2 separate regions of the Mus musculus genome follow, and region 2 is linked to region 1. The links are chromatin contacts, called in public HiChIP or PLAC-seq maps. All regions are on one chromosome and are shown on one strand. Each heading gives the region's core, a stretch centred on a gene start, on an enhancer-like site or on the middle of the called end of the contact. The rest is flanking DNA. Distances are from core to core; before and after follow the strand shown. Region 1 holds the start of Cox14 (cytochrome c oxidase assembly protein 14). Region 2 overlaps Racgap1 (Rac GTPase-activating protein 1).

Region 1 (6,542 bases), core at 3,247-5,746:
GAGACAGAGTTGTACTGTAAAGCCAGGCTGGCCTGGAACTCTCAGAGATCCCCTTATCTCTGCCTCCTTTAGTGCTGGAACTAAAGACAGGAACCATCATACCTAGCAAGTGTCACTATTTAGACAAGCTGTACCTTGGTCCAAGATATCCTAATATATTTACACTCTTAACTGGTTTTGCCTGCTTCTCTCTGATGGGTTGTGCACTGCAATGTATAGACCCATGAGCCAGACATCTTTTAAAAAGAAGGAAAACAGCACTCGGGAGGCAGAGGCAGGCGGATTTCTGAGTTCGAGGCCAGCCTGGTCTACAAAGTGAGCTCCAGGACAGCCAGGGCTATACAGAGAAACCCTGTCTCGAAAAACCAAAAAACCCAAAAAAAAAAAAAAAAAAAAAGAAAAGAAGGAAAAGTTGGTCTGGAGAGATGGCTCATTGGTTAAGAGCACTGGCTGCTCTTCCAGAGGTCCTGAGTTCAATTCCCACCAACTACATGGTGGCTCACAACCATCTGTAATGGGATCTGATGCCCTCTGCTGGCATGTGTGTGCATATGCAGACAGAGACTCATACATCAAAGAAATCTTTTTTTAAAAATTGTACTTTTTTATTTATACTCTTTGTTTTTAGGGACAGGGTTGCTGTGTAGCCCTGGCTGTCCTGGAACTCACTCTGTAGACCAGGCTGGCCTTGAACTCAGAAATTCACCTGCCTCCACCTCCTCAGTACTAGGATTAAGGGTGTGTGCTGCCACTGCCCAGCTAATTAAAATTCTTTTAAAGATTTATGTGTACGGGTGTTTTTCCTGCATGTGTATCTGCACCATGTGCATACAGTGCCCATGATAGCCACAAGAGGGAGTCAGATCTTTTAGGACTGGATTACAGATGGTTCATTATTGCCAGTGGGTGCTGGGAAATGAACCTGGGTCCTCTGCCAGAGCTCTCATGTCCTTCTTTGTATTGTTAGGTGTGGTTTTGTAATATAGAAACTCATAAAGATATATGGCAGGCACAAAAATGCAACTGCAATCTCCACACCCGAGGAGCGGAGGCAGAAGGGTCACTGCAAGATGCATCTCAGTAGTAGAGGGCATGTTTACATATGGCCTGCACAAAGCTCTGTGGTCTTCTCTGACCGAAAAATTTAGGCAAATGCACTAATGCTGGGGCAGATTTTCTCCATGATCCTACACCCTGATACTACTGCTAAAACTAGGTGTCTACATTCATGGGGTGATGAAAACTAAGGTCCAGAAACCCAAGTGTGGTGGTTTGCATAAGAATGGTCCCCCTAGGATCTGGAGAGATGATGGCTCAGTGGTTAAGAGCACTGACTGCTCTTCCAGAGGTCCTGAGTTGAAATCCCAGCAATCACAAGGTGGCTCACAACCATCCGTCATGAGACCTGATGCCCTCTTCTGGGGTGTCTGAAGACAGCTACAATGTACTTAACTGTTATAAATAACTAAATCTTTAAAAAAAAAAAAAAAGGAATAGCCCCCCATATGGTCATAAATTTGATATTTGGTCCCCAAATGGTAGAACTGTTTGGGAAGAACTGGGAGTGTGACCTTACCAGAGGAGGTGTGTCACCAGGGGGGTGGTTTTGAGGTTTTAAAAACCCGCCATTTCCAGTTAGCTCTTTGCCTTGTGCCTGTGGATCAGATGTAAGTTCTCCACTTCTCTAGGGCCATGGCTGCTGGCCTGCTGCCACGCTTCCCACCACGGTGGTGGTCATGGACCCCTCTGAGACTATATGCCCCAAATAAATGCTTCCGTGAGGTAACTTTTTATGGTTTCTTTACGGCAGTAGGAAAGATACTGCCAGGCATGATGGTGCAGGCCTTTAATCCCAACACTTGGGAGGCAGAGGCAAGAGGATCTGATCTCTCTTAGTTCAGGCTAGCCTAGTCTTTTATAGAGTCCCAGGACAGCGAGGGCTATATAGACCCTGTCTTGAACAAACAAAACAGGAAAGAAAGAGAGAGACCAAGCTTTTAGAGAACTCAAAGCCACACCTCTATGATCCATTTACTCTCTGGGTACACAGAACCACTAAAACACAAACAAAGCAAAATATTTAATCTCTGTAATAAACCTCACCCTCACATTCCCATTTACTTGATGGCCTCCATAAACTGTCAGAACGGCACAAGCTAGTAGCACTACAGAAACCAAGGCATTTTAGCCCAGCAGGTTTGAAAGGCATGGGGGCCTAGTTCTTGCCAGGGTTGACATGCAGGAAAATCTTTTCCATTTCAGGCCGCAGGCCTCACGCCTCGCTGCTCTACAGGACTCCTGAGGTCTTCTGCTCTTCTGCAGCCTGGCGCCTGGCACTGCGCAGCTGGAGGTAACGGTAGGCTCGTACACTGCAGAGGTAACCCCCATACACAGTGAGGAGCATCATCGAGGCAGAGAAGGTCTTGTAGCCGATATCGGCTAGCTGCTTGGCAGATGGCATGTCTTCCCCTACAAAGACAGATTGGAGTTGGTCTGCAGGATAGGCCTCTCCTCCTTCCCGGAGAGCCATTCCTTATTTTCATCTTCACGGATGCATCCTATGCTGGTGACTCCTGTGTGGCTGCTCTTAAAAGAGTTAAGCATGGGGCTGGTGAGATGGCTCAGTGGGTAAGAGCACCCGACTGCTCTTCCGAAGGTCCGAAGTTCAAATCCCAGCAACCACATGGTGGCTCACAACCACCCGTAATGAGATCTGATGCCCTCTTCTGGAGTGTCTGAAGACAGCTACAGTGTACTTACATATAATAAATAAATAAATCTTTAAAAAAAAAAAAAAAAAAAAAAAAAAAAGAGTTAAGCATGGCAGTTTCAGAGCTCTGACTCAAAACATCTACACCCGAGGTACAGAAGGCCGGAAACAGGTGTATATGATGCGATGCCATCAGAGCTAACACAGGCTCTCCTTATTTGTGCTTAAAAAGTGACCAGCCGGGGCTGGAGAGATGGCTCAGTGGTTAAGAGCACTGACTGCTCTTCCAGAGGTCTTGAGTTCAATTCCCAGCAACCACATGGTGGCTCACAACCATCTGTCATGGGATCCAATGCCCTCTTCTGGTGTGTCTGAAGACAGCTATAGTGTATTCATATACATAAAATCCAGAAATAAATCTCTTTAAAAAAAAAAAGTGACCAGCCCACCCAGACTATACTAGGAATCAAACCTGGGTCCTCTGGAAGAACAGCAAGGCTCTTAACTGCTGAGCCATCTCTCCAGCCTCAGAACCATATTTTAATCAGGCTACTTATTGTGGTAGTGAAATTCTCCCGAGAGAGGACCTGAAGATAGACTTGAGGATGTGTGTGTCTGGGGGATCCTGCCTGTAGAGTGCCAGAGTCACTTCGCCCTGGTGAAAAGCTAATTTCACCTTGTTCACTGATAGAGAAGATTTGAGTATGATTTAAAGTGGGATGTAACTCAGTGTAGCAGGCACAAAGCCAGAGGTTCAGTCCCCAGAACTGCATTAAACAGAGCATGTGGTATATGCTGGAAATCCCAGCACTCAGGATGTGGACATGAGACCCTGTCAAAAACAAAAAACAAAAAAACGGGGGGGGGGTGTGAAACAAAAAGAAGCAAATCCGAGATAACCTCAAAAACAAACAATAAAACCCTGAAGTTAGAAGCCCAGATACAAGGATTAACTTTGGAAATAAAAGAAACTCTTGAGACTGGCAGAAGGTTTTCATCTGATGGGCATCCTTTACAAAACAAATAAGGATCAAAGCCCTAAAACCACCCCAGCTTCTGTCATTTAGCCCTCTTTGGAGAGACTTGGTGTCCGCAGAAAACAACTTCTGACTAACGGAGCCCAGAAAGGTAAGCTATGAACCCCATATTCTGTAGGATCAGAGAAGGTGGTGAGGACCTCAGAGAAATAAGTGGCTTTGAGGGACCGTGAGGAGCTTTGGGGTTGAGGCGAGCAGTTTCAGAAGGGAGGACAGCCAGGCCGCAGTCACACCAGGAAGGCGGTCGGACTATGACAGCCGGGGAGCCAGCAGGGGCTAGCACAGCGCAGGGACTAGGAGCCGCGCGCTCTCAAGGGCACAGGCCGAGGACGCGCGGTGCGGGACACAGGGGAGCGGAGGGGAGCGCGGTGCGGGGCACAGGGGACAGCAGGGACTCGGAACGGGGAGCAGGGGAACAGCGTGAAAAGCGGCGACACGGGGAGCAGGGGGCGCGGTGCGCCGAGCAGGAGAGCGTGGGGGGAGGGCGAGTGCGCTTGGCCGTCCGGCCCGCGGCCTACCTGGAGGCTGCAACTCGGCCGCGTCAGAGCGATGCCTGCTCAGTCTGCCACTCGCAGAGTCGCGCGGCCGCCGCAGGGCAGGAAGAGGCAGTCACCAACGCGCAGCTCCTCAGCCACTGGTGCTCAGCCCCGCTCCGGACCCGACACCCCCTGCGAAAACTCGCCCACTAAAGCGAGAGCCAGCCTTGAACTTCCGGCTTCTACCTCTCTCTTACGCACGCTCAGTCTAGCCTTCCTCTCGGAAAGGCCCATTGAATTCTGGGGGGTGTGGTTCTGGTCCATCAAGAGCGCTCCTTGGAAAACGGGAAAAATTTTAGCTCAGAATTAGCCAATCCGCAGTCTAAGTTCAGTGACGTAAACTGTAGCTAGGTAGATCCTCGGAATTCTCCAGCGATGGGCCTAGCGCCCCCTACCGCCTGGAGCGGCCCTTTACAGGGTGATCCGGAGGAACCGACCTTAGCTGGACCAGCACTAGTGAGGCCACAGAATGGGTGTAGGGGGTGAGTCGGGGGATGGGAGGGTGACTCGCTAATATTTCTGCCTTGTGCGCGACCTCCTCGTAGGCAGGCAACGTGACAGACCCTGTAAGAAGCGCTGGGAAGACTGGCTGACAGCTTGGGTGGAAGAGGGGATACGAAGCACAAAAGGGGACGGGGGTGGGGTGGGGGGGTGGAGGTGGGGGCTGTGAGCAGAGTGGACGCCAATGCCGATTGATGCCCGAGTGTGGCTGCTATTAAACAAGGATGATTTTTTCCACTTCTTGTCTTACATTGAGTAAAACATGCATGCAGTGATACATGACCCCACACACTGCCACATAAACTCCCCCAACTCTTCCAGTTTCTGGAAAAACCACACTTTATTGGGTAGACAAGTGGCCTGACAGAAGACCTCAGATTCACAGTTGACTGACTGAGCAAACATAGGTTAAGGTGTTGGAATCTGTCTGCATCCCGCCCCAGTCTCCCGGGGAACAGCTCTGAATTGAGTCATGCGTGGGAGGGTTCCAGCCCAGTCGGGATCGATGACAGGGCCCCCCCTCTTCCCCTTACCCGACAGCTCTGACCTTCACTAAGACGGAATTCTTAAAGGCTAGGAGCAGAGAGGGACCTGGCACCTTAATGTGTTAGTTTAATATCAAGCTGGCCAGAGCCACGGTGTCCCAGTTGCTGCCACACAGGAAATGGAGACCCCTGGTGGAGAGAGAAACCTCCAGCTATTTATAGCTAGCGCTCCAGGCTGCTGATCTGTGACATTCTCTTGCTGCCACCCAACTTTGGAACAGGGCCAGTGCAAAGCAGTCTCCCATCCCCCTCTGATCTCCCTCACCCCAGGGCAGGCAGTTTTCAATTGTCCTTCCCTCGAGTTCCCCAGCTCCTGAGGTGTGTGGGTCCGATCTCGCGAGGACCTTGTTCTGTTCCGAGGACAGCTGGCCTTGGACTAGGACCCACCAACCCTTGTGGAAACCTACTGAACCTTTGAGCTGCTCCTTAGTTCTAAGCCTACAGATGCCGGGTGGCCTTCCAGGCTGGGTGAGAACGACTTGGGCAAAAGGAAAGGGCAGAGTCAAGAATATGGGCTGACAGCCCTGAGGACGATAAACTATAAATCCTACATTCTGTTAGACGTGAAGTTGGTGGTGACTGCAGAGAGAAGCGGCCTTGTGGGGAGGACCCTGAGAAGAAAGGTCAGCAGTAGGAGGGGCTGGCCGGGGCCGGAGCTCCTGACTGGGGAGGTGGACAAATAGGAAGGTCAGGGGAGCCTGAGCCATCTGAGCCTGCTGTGAAAAGAGTGTAGCTCTGTCAGCAGATTAGATTCCTGCTCCCCAAAGAGGGTGCTGGCAGCTGGGTGCAGGCAAGGGAAAGCTGGGAAAGGTCACACAGGGTGGGGAGGCCCTGACAAAGCTCCAGGAACCAGGAAGTCTCTGGGAAGAATGGAGCGCCCCAGGGCCAGAGATGCCTGTGGAGAGCAACTCTTGTGCCAGAGTAGCCTGGGGGAGGGGGAAGTAGAGGCTTCTGAGGAAGCAAGTGTTGCTAGGAGAAGTTAGAGTGGGGTTGTTTGAGAGCTTTGTATTTTGTTAGCAAACAGTGAGATCGTTGATGTTGTGTGGGGCCTGGCAGAGGTCGGCCAAAGGGTCTCTGGGGTCTGTGTCAGCTCAGGCATCCAGACCCTTCCCTTGGCAGCCTTTGCCCCATCTTTCCTGTGGCTGAAGTGCTTCTTCAGTCACTTAATGGGACTTGGGACCGGTTCCCAGTGTGTGTGAGGCAGCAACCGGCA
Region 2 (7,224 bases), core at 3,019-5,518, 100 kb after region 1:
GTTTTGTTTCTCTTTATTAATTTGATGAATGATGTCACCTATATGGAAAGCATATGCCGCATATCCATCCATCAGTGGACAGAGCTTGAGGGTTTTCTATCTTCATCTGCTACATATGTGCACAAATGTCTCGTAGACGTTTTTGTTCCTGTTGGATATGCGTCTCTAGAAGTGGTGTTGCTGGGTCGTTTTGTAGCTATGCTTATCTTTCTGAGGTTCTCCTAGACCTTCCCTCAGGTGGCTACTGTATTTTATTTTACATTGCTGAGTAGTGTATGACTTTCAGCTTCTCTAGATTTTGTCAACACTTACTAAACGTATGACAAGCTCTGTTCTTTGAGAATTTCAGACATGCATGTAGTGTGTGGAGACCCCGTTCTCTGGCCCTCTAAAACATCTCAACACGCTGCCGCACTCAGCATCATGTCCTCTTTTTATTTTTTAGTAATTAATTGCGTCTCATTAGTGCTGCCGTGTATGCATAGGTATGAGGATTCATGCACTGGAGCACGAGAAACGTCTCTGCAGCCTCCAGAGAACAGCCACTCCTACGTTCTGCAGCACGGGTCGGGGAAGGGCTCCTAAGGATCCACCCCTAACTGAGGAGGGATTGGCAGTTGGCCTTTTGTCTTTTTTTCTTCATCTTCCTCCTCTTCTTTTTTTTGAGACAGGGCTTCATTTTGTAGCCCGGGTTGGTTTTGAGCTCACAGAGATCCAGTTGCCTTTGTCTCCTAGGTACTTGAATTAAAGCATGTCACCATGTTCACCAGAGCACTGCTATGATTAAAATGAAGAAAACAAGACCTATTTTACAGTTTTTGTTGTTGCTATTGTTGTTGTGGTGGTGGGAATTATTATATTAGCATGTGTGATGGGCCTAAAATGTTGTTTCATACACACTGTGCGCTTGATGCATGTGGTTGACAATAACTGTTATTCATATTATTCTATGCTTCTGCCCTGTTGTATCTTCAGGTTATTAAGCCTGAATCTTGTGTTCCGTGTGGAAAGCGGATCAAGTTTGGCAAGCTGTCTCTGAAGTGTCGAGACTGTCGTTTGGTCTCCCATCCAGAATGTCGGGACCGATGTCCCCTTCCCTGCATCCCCCCCCTGGTGGGGACACCGGTTAAGATTGGAGAGGTAAGTATCATGGCAGCCAACCACCATTTGTCTGTAAAAGGCATAGTGTCAGGTTTTTATTTTAAAATTATTGATCTTAAAAAAAAAAAAAAAAAAAAAAAAAAAAAAGCCAGGCATGGTGGCACACGCCTTTAATCCCAGCATTTAGGAGGCAGAGGCAGGCGGATTTCTGAGTTCGAGGCTGGCCTGGTCTACAGAGTGAGTTCCAGGACAGCCAGGGCTATACAGAGAAACCCTGTCTCGAAAGAAAACCAAAAAAAATAAAATAATAATAATAATAAATATATATATAAAATTATTGATCTCAAATAAAATTTCCCTCCATGAAAAATGAATAGAAATAGTAAAATGTCAGAATGTTGTTTGGACCTTTCTACAGCAGGTCGTCGTCGTCGTCGTCGTCGTCCCCCCCCCCCCCCCCCCGCTCCTAGGAAGATCTCACACATGCACAGTAGCCATTCTTATAGCCTACCCCTGGCTCCTACCATTTAACTTTACAGTCGTGAACTCAAAGCTGTTCTTGTCCTCGATCTTACCTGGTGAATTCTTTCTTATTCTCTTTCTTCTTATTATTGTTATTAATATTTTGATTTTTTTCAAGACAGGGTTTCTTTGTGTTTCCCTGGCTGTCCTGGAATTTGCTCTGTAGACCAGGCTGGCCTTAAACTTGGAGATCCACCTGCCTCTGCCTCCTGAGTGCTGGGATTAAAGGCCTCTGCCACGATGCCTGTTTTATTTTATAAAAATTATCAGTTTATTTAGGTCTAGTCAAAAAACTCAAAGACTGATTTAATTACTATTATGTATGTGTGTGTGTGTGTGCATGTGCATACCAGAGCCTCTCTAGCTGTAGTTACAGGTGGTTGTGAGGCATGGGACATGGTCCTTAGCACTAGAAAGAAGGTGTGAAACTCTGGCAGTGTCAAAGCTGTTGTGTACTAAGGTACAACTTGTGTATTGTGTGTAATAAGTGCCTTGACTGTACTGTTATTCCAAATGTAAGTCCATCATCTTCTCAGCTGTGGAGCTTCTCCAGGCTGCTTTTCCCTGCCAGACCATATCACAGAGCAGCCCTGACGCTCCTGTACGGGGCTTTAGATGCCAGCACGAAACTGAGTAGTGGTTACTTCTTGTTGAGTGCAGAGCTAATGTAGGCCTAGCCAAGACTCGAGAGGGAAGAGATTGTTACCTTCAGTAGGCAAGGGGTATACTGGGATCATCCGCTCTCAAAGATCTCCAGCTCAGGATCCAGACTCAGAGATCTGCTTCCCTCTGTGCCACCACACCCAGCTTAGGCTGTGAGCTCCTCGGGGCTGGCTTTCTCTTGTCCCGAGTAGAAGAAAAGGACTTTTCTTGCTCACAAAAGTGTAGCCGGGCATGGTGGCGCACGCCTTTAATCCCAGCACTTGGGAGGCAGAGGCAGGTGGATTTCTGAGTTCGAGGCCAGCCTGGTCTACAGAGTGAGTTCCAGGACAGCCAGGGCTACACAGAGAGAAACCCTGTCTCGAAAAACCAAAACCAAAAAACAAACAAACAAAAAAAAAGTGTGTGTGGTTATATAGACCACAGCATGAAGACAGAAGTGACTAAAGGCTCTATGTAGATGGCCTCAAACTCTGCTCCTCCTGCCTCTATCTCCAGTGTGCTGGGATACACGCATCGCCCACCACAGGACCTCATGCCTGTCAGGCGTATGCTCATGTCAGGCCTTGAGCTGCACCTTACTCCTCCAAGACTCTTCAGAAATGTTATTATTTAAACTATGTATGAGTAGGGTATATACACAGGAGTTTAGGTGCCTCTGGAGGCCAGAGATGTCAGAGTCCCCTGGAGCTGGAGTTACAGGTGGTTGTGAACCCCCTGATGTGGGTGCTGGGAAGTGAACCCAGGTCCTCTGGCGAACAGCACAGGCTTTCAGCTGCCGGCCACCTCTCAGTCCCCGAGTCTGTTTTAGCACGTACTTGTAGAATAGAAGTTCAGACGCTGACACACTTTGCTAGTGTTTAGTGACAGCTCTGTGCATGAGCCCTTCTCTCTCGGTCTCGGCAGTGTAAATAACAAAGCCCCTTCTTCCAGGGCATGCTGGCCGACTTCGTGTCGCAGGCTTCTCCCATGATCCCTGCCATTGTCGTCAGCTGTGTCAATGAGATCGAGCAGCGAGGCCTGACTGAGGTGAGGAGCTTGAGCCCGGTGAGTTTGTGGTCTGCGATGGTGATTTGGAAGTTCCTAAGTAAGTGTCATCTCTATAACAGGCAGGCTTGTACAGGATCTCAGGCTGTGACCGCACAGTGAAAGAACTGAAAGAAAAATTCCTTAAGGTGAAAACTGTGCCCCTCCTCAGCAAAGTGGACGATATCCACGTCATCTGCAGCCTCCTGAAGGACTTCCTGCGCAACCTCAAAGAGCCCCTCCTGACCTTCTGGCTGAGCAAAGCCTTCATGGAGGCAGCAGGTGAAGGCAGAACTTGACTGTGGCGTCAGCCGATCCAGGGCTGAGCTGTGTTTACAGTTTACTAATTTTTCCACCACCTGTGCAGTGTCTGAAGTGTCCTAGGTACCCAGACTGTTGGGTGGGTGAGTGACTGTCCTCGCCTCCCATCATGCCGTTTCTTCCCTGAACTAGAGAGGCTAAGAGATGCTCTGTGGTTGAGCACTGGCTTCTCTTCCAGAGGGTCTGGTTTTGATTCGTAGCTTCTGCAAGGGTGGGTCACACTATTTGGAACCCCAGACCGGAAGGATCTGCTGTACTCTTCTGCCCCCTCAGGCACCACATAAATGCTGGCAACGTATGTGTACACATAAAATAAAGGGAAGAATTAAACTAACTTAGACTTCGTAGGACTCACTGTGGGTCTTGATTCTTGGTCAGGTTTTAGGTTGTCCCTTTGAAAATAGAACCAGCTTTGATTCCTTTCTTTTCCACCACAGACCTTGTTAGCAGCCTGTAAATACACTTTAAATTTGGTATTTGTCACGAGTCCTGGTACTCAGCTGTCCTCAGAATATGTTGAGAACCTGCTAACAGATTGTCGAGTTTCTGCTTGTGCCCCTACATGATAGCATCTGTGTGGTGCTGGTGTGGTCCTTTTACACTCAGAGTTACTGGTGGCCCTTTTGTCTCTGTCCACCATTGTTTTGTTTTGTTTTGTTTTTTGAGATAAGGTTTCATTGTGTAGTTCTGGCTGTCCTGGAACTCACTTTGTAGCCCAGGCTGGCCTCATACTCAAAGATCTACGTGCCTCTGCCTCCAAGTGCTAGGATTAAAGTCATGTGCCACCATGGACTGGCTTGTCCATCATTTTTAGACTAACTCCAGTCTTTAACATGGTTGAAGAGACCTGCAGACTTGGCTCCTGGTCATTGTCTGCAACACCATTTTCTTTATGCCCCTCCTTCCTCTTTTCTAATCCTGGAGTCTTGGATTTCTTTTTATTTTATGTGTATATTTTATGTATATGTTAAGAGCCAGTGAGTGCTCTTAACTGCCGAGCCATCTCTCCAGCCCAGAGTCTTGGATTTGTAGCACACACCCACCTCACGTCCTTCCCATTTGCTGCAGTCTTATCCCTAGCAGCTTCCCCTGACATCTCTGTACTGTGTTACTTCTCTCTCCCCGGTTTCTCTTCACACATTTTGTCCTTAGAAACACGTTTCCTAAGCCAGGTGCATGACGTGGTAGTCCAGCGCTTGGGAAGGATGGCAGGAGGGCCGGATGTTTGAGACCAGCTTTGGCTACATAGTGAGTTGAGACTGGAGTAAGCTACCTGGAACCCAGTTTTTAAAACTAACCACAAAACCCGCCTTTATGGCCATCTTGTGAGAAGCAGGCCCTGTTACTTTAGCATTCCACGTGCTCATTTTCTTTTTTCCTGAATACTGCTTGACATGTGTTTTGTTTTTTGCATTTCCTGACCAGCTCTTTGATTAGAGTATTTATTCCATTAAACAAGGCCTCTTTTCGTTTCGTTATCCTCACATTTAAAAATAGCACGTGGTACATAGTAGGCCCTCAAGTGTCCTATGATTGTTGATGGTTTATCACTGCACTTGTGTGTCTTCCCAGCAAATGGGTTGCCAGCTGCTTTCTCTTAACTGAGTTTTAGGAAGTTCTGACTTCTCATTGAACTGTTGGCCAGTGTCCTGCCTGTTAATGAAACTAGAGTCTGGTGCTGTCATGAACCGCATCAGAAGTTTCAGAAGCTCCGTGTATAGGTGGGCCTTTGTGGTCGATAGCCTTGAAGCTGCTGTCCAGGGAAGAGCCTGGACCTTTAATGCTTTCTTGTCATCACAGAGATAACAGATGAAGACAACAGCACAGCCGCCATGTACCAGGCTGTCAGTGAGCTGCCCCAGGCCAACAGGGACACGCTAGCCTTCCTTATGATCCACCTACAGAGGTTAGTACAGCGGATGCTTAGTCTGAGAGCTAGGGAATCTTCCAAGGAGAAGAGTGTGTGGACAGTGAGTTGTTTTTTCTAGAATGTATATTTTGGTGTATATTTAAGAGGAATAATATGTTTCTTTTTTCCCCCCACCTCCCCTGAATAATGTTTCTTAATATAATCTTTTATTCAGAGTGTCTCAGAGTCCAGACACTAAGATGGATATTGCCAATCTAGCTAAAGTCTTTGGCCCTACAATAGTTGCCCATACTGTGCCCAATCCAGATCCAGTGACAATGTTCCAGGACATCAAACGTCAGCTCAAGGTAGGGTTCATGGTGTGCACACACAGATGCAGAAGGTCTGATCTTTGCAATGCACTAACGTGGCACAATGACAGAAATAAGCCTTGCGTGGTGGGTGAGCACATGCAGTGGCCGGCTGTGCTGGGAGGATCTCCCCAGCCTGGTCTACAAGTTCTAGGCAAGCCTGGGCTGCAGAGAGACTGAGAAACACACCAACAACAGAACCTGCAGTAAGGCTGGCTCTGTGCCCTTTAGGTGGTGGAGCGCCTACTCTCTCTCCCCTTGGAGTACTGGAATCAGTTCATGATGGTGGACCAAGAGAACATAGACAGCCAGCGAGGCAATGGAAACTCAACACCACGCACACCAGACGTTAAAGGTCAGTTCTGCCCGACCGAGTTTGTGCTTCTTCAGGAGCTTGGCCGTGGGGCCATTTCCCTGAGCTTCCAGCTCTTTGTAATATCTGGGCTAGGTGTGGTAATAGAGGGCCAGAGGCAAAGAGTTGGTCACCCTCATCTGCACACTGAATTCAGTGCCATTCTGGGTTACATGAGGCCCTCTCTTAACTCCTAATCAGCCCCCACCAACTTGAAAATTCCGTCAGTTTTTCTTTTTTTTGGGGGGGGGGGGGGTTTCCAAGACAGGGTTTCTCTGTGTAGCCCTGGCTGTCCTGGAACTCACTTTGTAGACCTGGCTGGCCTCGAACTCAGAAATCCACCTGCCTCTGCCTCCCAAGTGCTGGGATTAAAGGTGTGTGCCACCACCGCCTGCCATCAGTTTTCATAGTTACAGAGTCCCATCCAATGCCATGGCATTTCTTTTCTTTTTTTTTTTTTTTTAAGATTTATTTATTATATGTAGGTACACTGTAGCTGTCTTCAAACACACCAGAAGAGGGCATCAGATCTCATTATGGATGGTTGTGAGCCACCATGTGGTTGCTGGGATTTGAACTCAGGACCTTTGGAAGAGCAGTCAGTGCTCTTACCCGATGAGCCATCTCTCCAGCACTGCGATGGTATTTCTGGGGTTAAGTCTCACTTTAGGTTTGTTAGCATGTTTTATTGATTTGGTTTCATTTTTGAAAATTGTTACTACATTTTATTTATTTTATGTGTGGGTGCATATGCCATGTGCATTTGTGGTGGTCAAAGGACAACTTGAGGAAATTGGTTTTCCCTTCCCATGATGTGGGTCCCAGGGATCGATTGTGCCTTTGCCCTGGAGCCGTCGGCTTGCTAGCCTTCCATCTGGTTCTTATGTGACGTTGCCATTTCTGCTGCCATGAGTAGAATGCTTTTATTCCCATCACATAGACATATTAAAAGCTTCTTTTTAAGAATGGTGTCTTTTTTTTATAGTATATGTAAAAGTCAAAAGTTCAGATGTTAGATGTGT

The links. HiChIP or PLAC-seq counts read pairs in DNA pulled down with a chosen protein or histone mark.
Region 2: an H3K27ac HiChIP or PLAC-seq map of extraembryonic endoderm stem cells shows a contact between it and region 1. The contact joins the enhancer-like site here to the promoter of Cox14 in region 1. A contact is called at or near these places in 2 of 39 promoter capture datasets (frontonasal cranial neural crest and macrophages), 2 of 115 datasets of contacts at active chromatin or transcription factors (extraembryonic endoderm stem cells and neural tube) and 3 of 9 other capture datasets (adipose tissue, liver and pancreatic islet).

What each region holds. Positions count from the first base shown.
Region 1 is chr15:99,723,572-99,730,113 of GRCm38.p6, reverse strand. It overlaps Cox14 (cytochrome c oxidase assembly protein 14), which reads right to left and starts at 4,496. Exons shown (of 2, transcript NM_183256.3): 1 at 4,266-4,496; 2 at 1,978-2,469. The coding sequence starts at 2,461. The coding sequence ends at 2,288. It overlaps Gpd1 (glycerol-3-phosphate dehydrogenase 1 (soluble)), which reads right to left. Exons shown (of 8, transcript NM_010271.3): 8 at 5,100-6,542. Gm16537 (predicted gene 16537) reads left to right here and starts at 5,640. Exons shown (of 3, transcript NR_155353.1): 1 at 5,640-5,797.
Region 2 is chr15:99,622,550-99,629,773 of GRCm38.p6, reverse strand. It overlaps Racgap1 (Rac GTPase-activating protein 1), which reads left to right. Exons shown (of 17, transcript NM_001253808.1): 10 at 976-1,140; 11 at 3,217-3,312; 12 at 3,393-3,591; 13 at 5,431-5,536; 14 at 5,715-5,847; 15 at 6,082-6,205. Among named protein-coding and RNA genes, the nearest start is that of Gm34765, 25 kb to the right of the region's middle. Within about 2 kb of position 4,268, at least 4 of the 459 cell types and tissues checked have an H3K27ac peak or open chromatin away from gene starts, as enhancers often do. A contact at or near this core is called in extraembryonic endoderm stem cells, where this site is marked.